2 separate regions of the Pan troglodytes genome follow, and region 1 is linked to region 2. A link is a contact called in public HiChIP or PLAC-seq data. All regions are on one chromosome and are shown on one strand. The core of a region is the stretch at or near the end of the contact, and the rest is flanking DNA. Distances in the headings are between cores, read along the strand shown.

What was found. HiChIP or PLAC-seq counts read pairs in DNA pulled down with a chosen protein or histone mark.
Region 1: a contact with region 2 is called in an H3K4me3 HiChIP or PLAC-seq map of stem cell-derived excitatory neurons, with 8 times the contacts expected there. The contact joins the promoter of PRDX6 here to the promoter of CENPL in region 2. A contact is called at or near these places in 1 of 7 Hi-C or Micro-C datasets (stem cell-derived neural progenitor cells) and 1 of 1 datasets of contacts at active chromatin or transcription factors (stem cell-derived excitatory neurons).

Annotation. Positions count from the first base shown.
Region 1 is chr1:75,615,666-75,618,768 of NHGRI_mPanTro3-v2.0_pri, forward strand. PRDX6 (peroxiredoxin 6) reads right to left here and starts at 1,475. Exons shown (of 5, transcript XM_524972.9): 1 at 1,204-1,475. The coding sequence starts at 1,298. TNFSF4 (TNF superfamily member 4) reads left to right here and starts at 1,542. Exons shown (of 4, transcript XM_063811302.1): 1 at 1,542-2,075. The coding sequence starts at 1,983.
Region 2 is chr1:75,260,795-75,263,890 of NHGRI_mPanTro3-v2.0_pri, forward strand. CENPL (centromere protein L) reads left to right here and starts at 1,799. Exons shown (of 6, transcript XM_009438503.4): 1 at 1,799-2,917. It overlaps DARS2 (aspartyl-tRNA synthetase 2, mitochondrial), which reads right to left and starts at 2,626. Exons shown (of 17, transcript XM_524974.8): 1 at 1,773-2,626; 2 at 341-440. The coding sequence starts at 1,899.

The DNA of each region.
Region 1 (3,103 bases), core at 225-2,724, 350 kb after region 2:
ACTGTATATAAAAAGGATATAATCTGGGGAAGAACTGTCGTCAAGCCTTGGAGCCCCACAGTGTAGTGGGACCACTAGTACTCCAGAACCATAATATAACTAGACATGCCTGGAATGCTTCTGATGAAAACTAAGCAACTTCCAGTTTGCTGATTCAGGAGCTGTTAAAAAAAAAAAAAAGGGCAACACCGATTTACTACTCCTATCCATAATGGTAAAACTGCCAAGTCAGATCACAGGTCATCAATTTGGCTATCATCAGCAAGCTCATGTGCTAGAAGCAAGGTAGAAAGCGGAGGGGACAGTGAGGGGCAAGCCACTGGGAAACAAGAGAGTATCAAAGTTGGGGAGTACACGTGTCCTGGAGCCTGGAACGGCCATCACTAGCAAGAATAGGCCACTCCAGCGGAACAGCGTCAGAATGTCCTTCCCTCCAAGTGTTGCAAGTTCTGGAATCTCTGAAGGCACACCTACGCAGAGTGTTCTTGGCTCTTCCTAAAGCTGTTATCAAATCATATCTTGGCCATTGGAGGCGGCTCTGGACAAAAAGTCTTTCGGCCACCTACTTGGCAGCTAGTGGTTTTAAATTTCACATTTTGTGCCCAGAAGCCTGCAAATACCACTGCACCCTCAGATGATACGTTGGCCTTCCTGTAACCTATAGCCAGCAGCTGTGTCCTCCGACTTTGGCTTTAGACACCCATCCTCCCCAGGGAGCAAATTCCAGAACGGAGGGTGGGAGGGCGGTGCGACCCTGGGCACTAGTCCGGGGAAGTGATCGTCAATGCCGCCCCGCCCCTGCGCCCTCGGCCTGACCACGCTACCTGCACAGTTTACTAAGACGAGTTAAACGGACAACAAACCCTCCCGCGGGCGGTGAGTTTCCAGAACCCGCAGAACCCAATTTTATCCTCCCCACCCCCCACCTTGGCGTGGCCTTGCCCAGCCACGCCGGAGGCGGGGAAGCCAGGAGGGATCAAGTGGCCCGCGCAGGGCAGGCCGAACGGGTGCCAGCTCCCAGCAGCGCAGCCGACGCTGAGCAGAGGCCACACGGCCTGGCGCGCGCGGGAACCGGTGCGGGGGAAGGGGCGGGCGGCGCAGGGGGCTGAGCGGCCGGGAGGACGGAAGGGAGAAGAAACAGGGAAGGAACCTCCGAGTCCGGCGCAACCGAGGCCAGGACAGGGCTACGCGGTGGCCACTTACGAGTCTCCCAGAAAGTCGTGGAAACGGATGCGGCCGACGGTGGTATTGGCCTCAAAGTTGGGAGCCACGTCCCCGAGAAGCAGACCTCCGGGCATGGCGACGGTGATGAGGGGGCGCCGCTGGGACAGCAAGCAACCGGGTGATTCTGGCGAAGAAGCAGCCGGTCCCAGCGCGCGGAGGAATAAACGAAGGCGCGAGGGGCGGGGACTGGGGCGGCGGGGGCGGGGCCGCGGGAGGCCGGCCGCTGGGGGCCGGGCCGCGGGGGCTGGGCGCGGGGCGGGGCTGGGCTGGGCGCGGGGCGGGGCTGGGCTGGGCGCGGGGCGGGGCTGGGCTGGGCTGGGCCGGGACGCGGCGCGAGGTGGACTACCGCGGTCGCTGTTGGTGGCGCCGCCGGGCCTGCGACTAGGTGGCATCCTTCAGACACTATAGGCCGTCTCTGCACACGTGATGCGGGGCTCGGTCACGTTGCCCCCTGGAAGCTTGAGGATGCGCCAGGTTTGACTCTGCAGGGCGTGCGCGCTTTGGGGGTGGAAGGAAGAGGAACGCGGCAGGAAGGCGATCCCCAAGGTGGAGAATCGCCTGGGCGCGCAGGCTGCGGCGGCTTCGCACAGCCGCCCTGGGCGCTGCACGGGTCCGCGCGCACCCTCCTGCGCACCCACTCGCGGCCAGCTCCCTACAGAGGAGTGGAGTGACTGCTCGACTACCACCCCTCTTTTAGTGTGAGCGTCTGGAGTCCTGACCGCCCCAGCCAGCCCAGCCACGATGAACTGTCTAAGAGGATGTGGCAAGACCCAGAAGTGTGGGTGACCTTATGTCAGAGGAAGTGGCTTTCTTATTGCAGCAAAAATTCCCGTACCAATGTCAGTGCTAGGGTAATGTAACTAAACTTTTATTTATTTTTATTCTGCCCTCCCCTTTCTGTTTGTTATGAACCATAAAATATTCAACACAATTATCTTGAAATCTAAATATAAAATTTAAAACATACTCTTTGAGACCTACTGTGTGCAGGTCAACTCTGTCACCCAGGGAGGTGGGCGGCTTAGATTCATTTATTTGCTATGAGCCAAGTACAAGGTAGATAAGATGCCTGTCCTCTTGGAGCTTTCCTTCTTGTGAAGGGAAACCGGTGACAGACAATAAACACACAAACAAAAATATGTTAGACAGCAATCAGTCGTATTCAGAGAACTAAAATAGGGTTATGTGCCTAGAGGGTGACTGGGGGGCTGCTTTGGTTTGGGTGGTCTGGTCTGGGAAAGCCACCAGGATAATGTAGGTAAACTAGTCAGCTCACGGTAGGTGCTCTGGAAATGGTAGCTATTGTTTGGATGATGATACTGGCTCATGCAGTAGCTCTTGCTTTGCCTGCTGTGTGCTGGACACTGTGCCAGGCCATACAGTGGAGAAACACAGTCCCTGCTGTTACAGGGAAGGCATATTTATATGCAATTATAATAAAATGTAGGGTAAATTCTGATGGGGGAAGGTGTAAATGATTGGAGTTCAGAGATGAGAAAAATCCTCTGGATGGGGCTGGCAGGTTTAAGGCAGGGGCACGGCAGTGTTGAGAGTAGTGACTCACATACTGTGATTTGCGTTTTCATCACAGTGATGTGTTGGTGCGTGCATGCTAATCATATTTACCCAGTTCTTCAGTGACCCAGGACTTGCAGTAAGATTACTGGTAAAAATTTCTAGCCACTCCAAAAACCGTTTAAAGCTAATGTAATTTAATCTCTAATTTGGCTCCAAGTTTTAACAGCTCCTTGTTTTAACTCCCTTTGTAGGGAAGAAAGAGAATAATTGGGAAAGAAGAGTAGTTTGGCCTAAGGCACTGTTAACAATGTGTTGTGGAAATCAGCTAGAAAACACAATACTCTATAAATATGGAGAATGA
Region 2 (3,096 bases), core at 549-3,048:
GGTTGGCCCATTTTTAATTACTGGTTATAGGAACTCTTCAGTCTTAGTAAGCCCAGTATCATTTCAGTCCATTGGTGGATCAAGCTTCGTTGTTATACCCTTCAACAGATGTTACTGAGATGTACCTACTGAGAATGACATCTGGGTCTTTCAAAATGCCTACTGAGAATGACACTTGGGTCTTTCAAAACTAAAACAAAGTTGAAAATTCAGTAAGTTCTTAATCCTGCAGGAGTTGCAAAACGTTTTATTCTTCGGACTGGTTGTAAATTAGTAAAGGTTTGGAATTGCCCTGGGAAAACCACCACCATGCATTCTTAGACTGTCTTCCTCAATTTACCTTCGGTACTGAATCCATCCACACAAGGTGACTTCTTGGCCTAGGTGAGACGAACGCAACTCTCCACATGTGTTGGTCCGGACAACAAAGCTACTGAATTCTTTAAAAAAAAAAAAGAAACTTTAAAAGGCAAGATTAAAAATACGTCACTTGCAGGTTGCTTAAAAATGAAAATTCTCAAAATATATCTTAGGTATGTCAGGGCTACAGGGGAAATTTATAAAATAAAATAAGTCAGAGTATGTAATTTAATTCATTCACTATTAAATTTACCTGCAAATGTGTCAAAAGCCAAGTGAATAACTGAATGTAAATTTGTCTTGTGTTAGGAAATCAAAATTTTTTTGATCTTCTAGCATTTGCATTGACCTAAAATCCTAATTACCCAATTCTTAATATTGCACATTTCTTCCTCAAATGAAATAGGATTTTAGAAACTGCAGAAATGGACGGTGTAGGAACTATTTAGCTTTAGTATGAATCTAGTGTTTAACAGCCACTTGTACACTAGAAAACACTATTATAATTCTGTGAAAAATGATTTTTTTTTTTTTTGAGATGGAGTCTCGCTCTGTCGCCCAGGCTGGAGTGCAGTGGCGCGATCTCGGCTCACTGCAAGCTCCGCCTCCGAGGTTCACGCCATTCTCCTGCCTCAGCCTCCCCAGCAGCGGGGACTACAGGCGCCCGCCACCACGCCCGGCTAATTTTTTTTTAATTTTTAGTAGAGAAGGGGTGTCACCGTGTTAGCCAGGATGGTCTCGATCTCCTGACCTCGTGATCCGCCCTCCTCGACCTCCCAAAGTGCTGGGATTAACGACGTGAGCCACCGCGCCCGGCCGAAGGATTTTTTAAGGCATCAACCAAAAGCAGAGTATTCTATACAATACGTGGTTACCTTTTTGTGGTCTTTCTAAAAACTCAGGGAAAAAAAACTGCCGTATAATGAATATAATGAGAGTGAATTATCTGCTTCTACACATAAGGCTATCCAGTTAAGAACAGGGGAAAAGCCGGGCGCGGTGGCTCACGCCTGTTATCCCAGCACTATGGGAGGCGGAGGCGGGTGGATCACGAGGTCAGGAGATCGAGACCATCCTGGCTAACACAGTGAAACCCCGGCTCTACCAAAAATACAGAAAAATTAGCCGGGCGTGGTCGCGGGCGCCTGTAGTCCCAGCTACTCGGGAGGCTGAGGCAGGAGAATGGCGTGAACCCGGGAGGCGGAGCTTGCAGTGAGCGGAGATCCCGCCACTTCACTCTAGCCTGGGCAGCAGAGCGAGACTCCGTCTCAAATAATAATAATAATAATAATGATAATAATAATAATAATAATAATAATAGGGGAAAAAATGAAAAATGGAATAAAAGCTCTCCGGCCGTAGATAACAGGCTGAAGTACTGTTCATAGGATAGATCTCTTCGCTATTTTCACCTGGAATTCTCCTCTGTGAACTCTGCAACAGACTTCTGTAGACAGAACCCCAGATCGGTTGGGTGGTCCTTCTGATGGGTCTGGATAAACCCCTGTACAGCTGACTTAACCAAGAAGGGAAGTACATGTTGGAGCCACACGATGGCGAAAAACAATCACGAAATCCCACGCTGCCGGTAGTTAAAAGTCAGTTTTGGAAATACACAGAAATCCCTTAAAATTCCAGGAGTTCCCACTCTCTTCTCGAATATTTAAGGCCTCCTCCGCACAACATTCGAGTACACGTGTCTAGAAACAAGACAAATCTCCAAGGTCTCTGGGGTGCTTGCTGGGGTGGAGATAAGGGAAAGACCTTTCCCTGAGTCTTAAAGCATCAGTCTGCACTTCTACTCAACAAGTCGGCAGCCAAAAGTGACGACGAGAGAGCGACTCCACGTAGCGGCGCCAGGCGCGAGCCCAAGACAACCAGAGGCGGTCACTAGGTATTCGCCCTTCTCCTCTTTCCACGCTTCTCGAGAGGCTCCCGCGGCCAGAACCGGAAAACAAGGAGTAACAGTCGCGTTTCAAATCTCGCAGACCTGCTGGCCGATTTCGAGTCTTCTGAAAGAGGAAGGCGAGCAAAGCCAAAATTCTCCCAGAGCGCGAACCCAAACACAGATCGCCGCTGGGGTCCAAGCGCCCTTCAACTCCGCCCGCTAGTGCCCAAGATTACCGGGAAGGAATTCAACGAATCAGTGGTGAGGTGCCGCCGCCATGCCTACTACGGGCGGAAATTTGAGAGAAAGCTTCGCACCGGTAGGAAAACTGACGAGCAACCGAGCACGATTGGAAAGGTTGACGATAGTGGTTAAGTGGCTCGGCCTTGCCCTCAGTTAAAATGGCAATTTTAGTTGCTTCACTGATATGGAATCGGCGAGGCGCCAAGGAGGCTTCCTGCGTGGGGCCGCAGAGCGAGTCGGGAAACGATTTTAAACTGAAGAGGCGGCGGAGGGCCGAATTCCCTTTTCTCAACGGCTTGATTTCAGAGCTGGGCTGGTCTCTGACAGGCTCAGCTGGAGAGGGACGGGTTGGGACGCACTGTCCTTTTGCCCTTCCCCCTCCGCGAGCAGAAGCTGACTCCGCAGGAGCGAGGGTCGCAGAGCTGGGTGAGCGGAAATGTCCCTCCCAGAGTGAAGTCGCAGGGCCCGCCCCGCGTCTGAGGGAGCGGAGGTCTTCCTGGGTGCGTTTGTGTCTCTTGTGAACCCACTTGTGGAGCGAGAGGGAATTTGGGAGGGCCAGGGGTTAGTCTGGCCTCTGTCTTAGCTGTCGTTTTGGCGTTTTTTTT